2 separate regions of the Hordeum vulgare genome follow, and region 1 is linked to region 2. The links are chromatin contacts, called in public Hi-C maps. All regions are on one chromosome and are shown on one strand. The core of a region is the stretch at or near the end of the contact, and the rest is flanking DNA. Distances in the headings are between cores, read along the strand shown. Region 1 overlaps LOC123443632 (light-mediated development protein DET1). Region 2 holds the start of LOC123443632 (light-mediated development protein DET1).

Evidence for each region. A called contact is a pair of places that touch in the nucleus more often than the background predicts.
Region 1: a contact with region 2 is called in a Hi-C map of leaf, with 3 times the contacts expected there. The contact joins the enhancer-like site here to the promoter of LOC123443632 in region 2. A contact is called at or near these places in 2 of 6 Hi-C or Micro-C datasets (leaf and seedling).

The regions. Positions count from the first base shown.
Region 1 is chr3H:257,104,110-257,106,809 of MorexV3_pseudomolecules_assembly, reverse strand. All of the region lies in intron 9 of LOC123443632 (light-mediated development protein DET1), which reads right to left. Among protein-coding and RNA genes, the nearest start is that of LOC123443635, 22 kb to the right of the region's middle. Within about 2 kb of position 1,284, at least 3 of the 3 cell types and tissues checked have open chromatin away from gene starts, as enhancers often do. A contact at or near this core is called in leaf and seedling, where this site is marked.
Region 2 is chr3H:257,062,694-257,065,393 of MorexV3_pseudomolecules_assembly, reverse strand. It overlaps LOC123443632 (light-mediated development protein DET1), which reads right to left and starts at 1,339. Exons shown (of 10, transcript XM_045120109.1): 1 at 1,162-1,339. The coding sequence starts at 1,242.

The DNA of each region.
Region 1 (2,700 bases), core at 35-2,534, 41 kb before region 2:
GAGAGGAACTTGGGCAAGCCCGAGGGAACCAAGAAGGGCAAGGTAAGGGTGAAGATGGAAGGAGAGGCGTCAAGCCTAAGGGAGAAGATGGAGCAGATGATGAAGGCAAGAGAGGAATTGACAACGAAGACATTGGAGACGAAGCTTCTTATCACCGAGAAGAAGAAAGAGGTCAAGCTTGCACAAGTTGAAGCAAAGCGTGAAGAAGCAAAGCGCAAGGCCGACTTGGAGGAGAGGATGATCAAGGTGAAAGAGGCAAAGGTATGGAAAGAACTCATGGTGGAAGAGAAGGAGCACATGATGATGTCCAAGAAGGACATGGATCAAGAACAATTGCAATGGTGGAAGGACTACAAGGAGGACATCGCGGAGAGGAAGAGGATATTCCGTGGTGCGTCCTCTACTCTTCGAGGTGACACTCCGATGAGTTGTGGCGATGGCGGTGTGGAAGACTCCACCACCGACGACAATGGAGGTGCTTGATGGACGTGGAAGTGGTCTAGGAAATGGCGCCAAGTGCAACTTTTTGGTGATGGTACCGATGAGAGGGGGAAGATGATGATTGTGTGATGTAAAAAATATTAAACCATGCAGCAATGATCTTTATTTCCATGTTTGTTTGAAGTTTTATTGTGTGATTCTAGTGAAAATTGTGATATGCCAAATGACAGTTTTAAGGGTTGGGGTTGAGGCAAAGACTAGAACCCTCAAAACCAACCCTTATAACAGAATATTCCGTTATAAAGGATGGGTTTGAGGGTTCTAGTCTTTGCCTCTGTTTTTCAACCCTTAAAAGTGTCAAAAATGGCCAATTCTCAACCCTTATAACTGATTTTGAATTTAAGGGTTTGAGGGTTCTACTAGAGATGCTCTAAGTCTGGCTGATCGGCCTTTTCATCGTGCTCATGCCACAACATATACACGGAGCACGGCCGATCGATCCTGCTTTCTCTAGAAAAAAAGGGGAAATAAAGTGAATCTGTTGTCGCTGGCGACTCGGATGTTGCTAGAAAATAGAGCAGGCAGCAGGACAGCAAGGACCAGAGGTCACAGGCTCCAAGCTGATGACAGCTGCTTTAGCATTTTTGCGGGATATGCAGCAGCCCGAGCAGGAGCAGAGCTACGTTGGAGCCAATTGGGCCTTTGCCCGCCCAGCCCAGCCGGAAATATGGAAGGATGAAACTGGCCAGGAAAACAAGTGATGCGTGCAATTTCTTATCCTGGACGAACCTGGCCCACCCAGCATTCGGCCTAAAGCTCTGCCACTGAGCCCGACGTGGTCATGTACCTAGTATTGTGCATTGTACATGGCCTTATGGGCCTTGGAGTCTAAGCAGCATGAGGCGGGTCTAAGAAAAGAAGCAAGGAGGGTCCACCAAAATTGTTCCAACATTTAGCACCCATCACCGATCAGGGACCCACCAGTCAGATTCTTTTTCTCTGCCATGTACTTTTCCCCATCAAACTTCCCTCCACTAATTCAGAAACTGGCAGCAGCAGATGGGAGGTGGGGGTGCTACCGCTAGCCTCCCTAACAGTGAGGGACAAGCGTTGTGATCCACACATGGGCAACACACTTATGGGGTTGAGATGAGAATTAATAAGGGCATCTCGAACATCATGCATCAAAACGGTTGTAAACGCCCAGCATAGACCAGACACTTTGTGCCATCCAACGACGTGCATCAAATGTCCACAGACTGGTCCGTACGTCCGAATTCTCAAATTCTCACAAACTGGAAGCAAAGCTGGGAAGGTTTGCGAACGTCTGGACAGCCGCCATGCAGGCATCCGACATCCATGGCCCACACAGAAAAGAACACCTGAAGCCCTGCTTTTCTCACTATGTCACTCCCCTTTTCTTTGTATCCGCGTAGTCCAAGACACACATCGCCGCCGAACCACCCCCTCCGCTGTTCATGCCTTACCGGACCTCCGTCGCTCCACCCGAGCACCAGCCCCAACTTGACTACGCCTCCCTGCCCTGCACATCATTGTCCATGGCGGACACGGTGCCCAGCAAGTGTTCTGCCAAATGCCATAGCCAAATTTATTGACGTTTCTATTGTTTACTTTGAAGCAAACACTATGCATTCGGCCAAGGAGTAGTACACCGAGTCCATAGATACGTCCTCGTAAGATGAGCCCTGCACATTGCTGTCCATGGCAGACACTGTGGGGGGGGGGGGGGGGGGGGGGGGGGATATGATGCCGATTCCGGATGAGCTGAACTGTATTCGATCACCTCTACCATGGTGTCGAACATTTCCATTTCCCGTGCAACTACACCATCAATTATCATGACTCCAACATGGGCTATTATCTTTGTGATGATATATATCCTTCATGGTCGACCTTCATCAAGATCATCACTGATCCAAGAGGTGAAAAGATCTCACTTTTCCCAAAGACAAGGAGCTAGAAAGGATGTGTGGAGGACATTCGGAGTGCTCAAAGCCCGTTTTGCAGTTGTTAGAGGTCCTACAAAAGTATTGTTAGAGTTATATTGATGATGGCCTTTGGCCTTTTGTATTCTTGCCTTTTGGCATTCTCATGTACATCATATATATGGTGGCTTTGGCCTCCTAGTAATACAAGTTGCATATTTCCTGACATGATATTAGAGCCTAGGTTTTTTTTAGCACGCCCAACTCATGATTGGTCCTCTGCTTGTGTCGAGGTGGTCTCCTCGCCGGCCAC
Region 2 (2,700 bases), core at 90-2,589:
ATTCGCACAGTTCTGGTACAACTCGTCCCACCACTGGCGACCGGGATGACACCTTTCAAGGCCATGTTCGGACACGAGCCAAGACACTGGGGAATCACAGCGACTACCTCCTGTACGGTGTCGGTGCTGCAATCATGGTTGGAGGAACGCGCGACCATGCAAAACGTGATCCAGCAACAACTACATCGCGCAAGGCAACTCATGAAGAACCAAGCGGAGAAGAAGCGTTCATTCCGACAATTCCAAGTGGGCGACCGTGTCTTCCTCAAGCTGCAGCCATACATTCAGACATCCATCGCCCCAAGAGCCAACCACAAGCTTTCTTACAAGTTCTACGGCCCCTTCACCATCATCGCCAAGGTCAACGATGTCGCCTACAAGCTCGAGCTTCCTCCACAAGCGACGGTGCACCCCGTCTTCCACGTCTCTCAACTTCGTCAAGCTCTACTCCCGGCACGCAGATATCCGACACGCTGCCATCATCCAGGGAGGACTTGGCCGTACCAATGGCAGTACTCCAATCAAGATGGCGCCAGAAGAATGGCGCGATGCGGGAACAGGTGCAAATGAAGTGGTCCACTGAAGGTCTCGGCATCACCTCGGCAGACAAAACAGCGCTGCAAGCCAGGTTTCCCAATGCTGGAAGGAGGGGATGTCAAGGGCCCTGACCACGCGACCCCACCTGGCAGTGGGACGGCGGCGCGCAACTGGGCCGCCCGCGCAAGAGCAACCCTCGCTACACCGGCCCGGACTGGGTGCACCAGACCGGCCCACCAGCGGAGGCTACTTAAGGAGGTCAACTCCATCGGCTAGGGCATCCGCGAAGGATCAGGCAACGGACGGGCGGCGGCTAGTGTTCTTCTTCCTCCATTTCCCCGTTCGTGTATCAGCTTGTAATCGCCACTGCTACTCGAATTCGTGTATGGGAGTGATAGATCCACCATCCCTACCCTTACACTCACCCCACCCCAAACCCCCCCAGAGGCCAAAGGCTAATCACGTGTAGCAACGGCAACCACAGCTACACCACCCTCTGCCCGCCCTAACGCAAGGAAAGCAGCCGCTTTCGGCCGCCCTCCGCGTGCCCACAGTCGCAAGAGCACTACCCCTATCACCGATTCTGAGGGTTAGCGGGGCGGGAGGAAGGAGGAAGAAGCGTACGGTTGCGCCGGGGCGCGGAGAGAGGAACTGCCGGTCGAACACCCTCGAGGCAAGGTTGCCGCTGCGGAAGAAGCCCACCATCACTGCACCACCCGTGGCCGACGCCGGCGCGAAAGCATCGCACGCGCACGCGACGCGGGGATTATTACTACTATTTTCCGCTGGTGTGGACGTGAAAGGTTATGAATGGGATTTTTGCTTCTAGGAGGATAAGAGCAAACCTAGCACACCACCGTCCCGGCCCTGCCCGTAAAATAACCGTCAAAATACGGTTCGGAGCAAAAAAACAGCCCGATCACACCCCGCATACCGCCCCGGCCCATAAAACAAATTAGTGGGTGCGGCAAAATCCCGACTCCGCTCGGTAAAACGCGGGTTTTCCCCTCGCAGTTCATCTCGCGCTTTCTCTCACCAACCACCTCTTCTCTCCCCCCTCGCACCGTCGCCGATCGCCGCCCAAGATTTCGACGACAGCAGCCGGCAGGAGCACGCCGGAAGGCCGCCACGCGCACGAGGTCTCACCTCCCTTCCCCTGCGTCGGCGGGCCGCCAGATTTGCAGATCTGCGGCACTTCATCGCGGGCCGCCGGATTTGTCTTTTTCCGGTCGCCGGTTGCTGCCCAAGGCGATGGAGTGGTCGGGGAGCCTCTCCTGTAGCCCATGCAAGGGCACATCGCCTCATGCAGGCACGGGTTCGTCCGCCCGCCGTCGTCGAAGGTTTGCGGGCATGGACTCGTCCGGCCGTCCACCGGGCTCGGCGCTCGCGCAGAGTCTTTGTGGCCTGCCGATGCCGCTCATAGAGTGCGACGACTGCCGGCGCCAAGTGCTGCGGCTCACTTCGGGCACGCCGACGCATCCCGGATGGGTGTTCTACAAATACGAAAACGACGGGGTACATGCACTTGCGGTAGCTCGTTCCATAGCTCATTTCTTTAGTTCAATTGCGGTAGCTCACTTCAAGCTTGCTCATTCTTTTGTGTAGGATGATGAATGCTCATTTTGGTTTTGGGAAGGCGAGTACATTGATTTGTTGATAGAAAGAAACTTAATAGATGTTAGTACACTCCTTAGTACAATCGAAAGCAATGATGTGGCTGCATGTGCAACTAAAGGGGAAGCAACGTCTACTTCTTTGTAACCAAAGATGAAGAATGAAGAAAGCAAGATCAAGATTTCGTAGATCAACAATGAGTGCATGGAGAAGATATTGCTTCAACTAGTGGGAGTAGTTATGGAAGTTGGAAATCTTCTGAAATGCATACTTGTGGTTCTTGTTTTCTTTGGTTTTGCTATTCTAGCCAAGATTTGGTGATATCTTTTGTATCTATAATGTTGTTGCAAAATCAAAGAAAAGCATTGTGCCAGATCAGAACCCGCAAAAGCCGGCCCGTAAAAAAGTATATTTCGCGAATATACCTTTTTACGGGTCCATTATGCGGGGTTTGCATCTGTGCCAGCCTGCGCCGGTCCGCAAAAACGGTTTTGCGCGAACTGCAAACGCGTTTTGCGGACCGGCGGGATGCGGGGTCTGCTAGAGTTG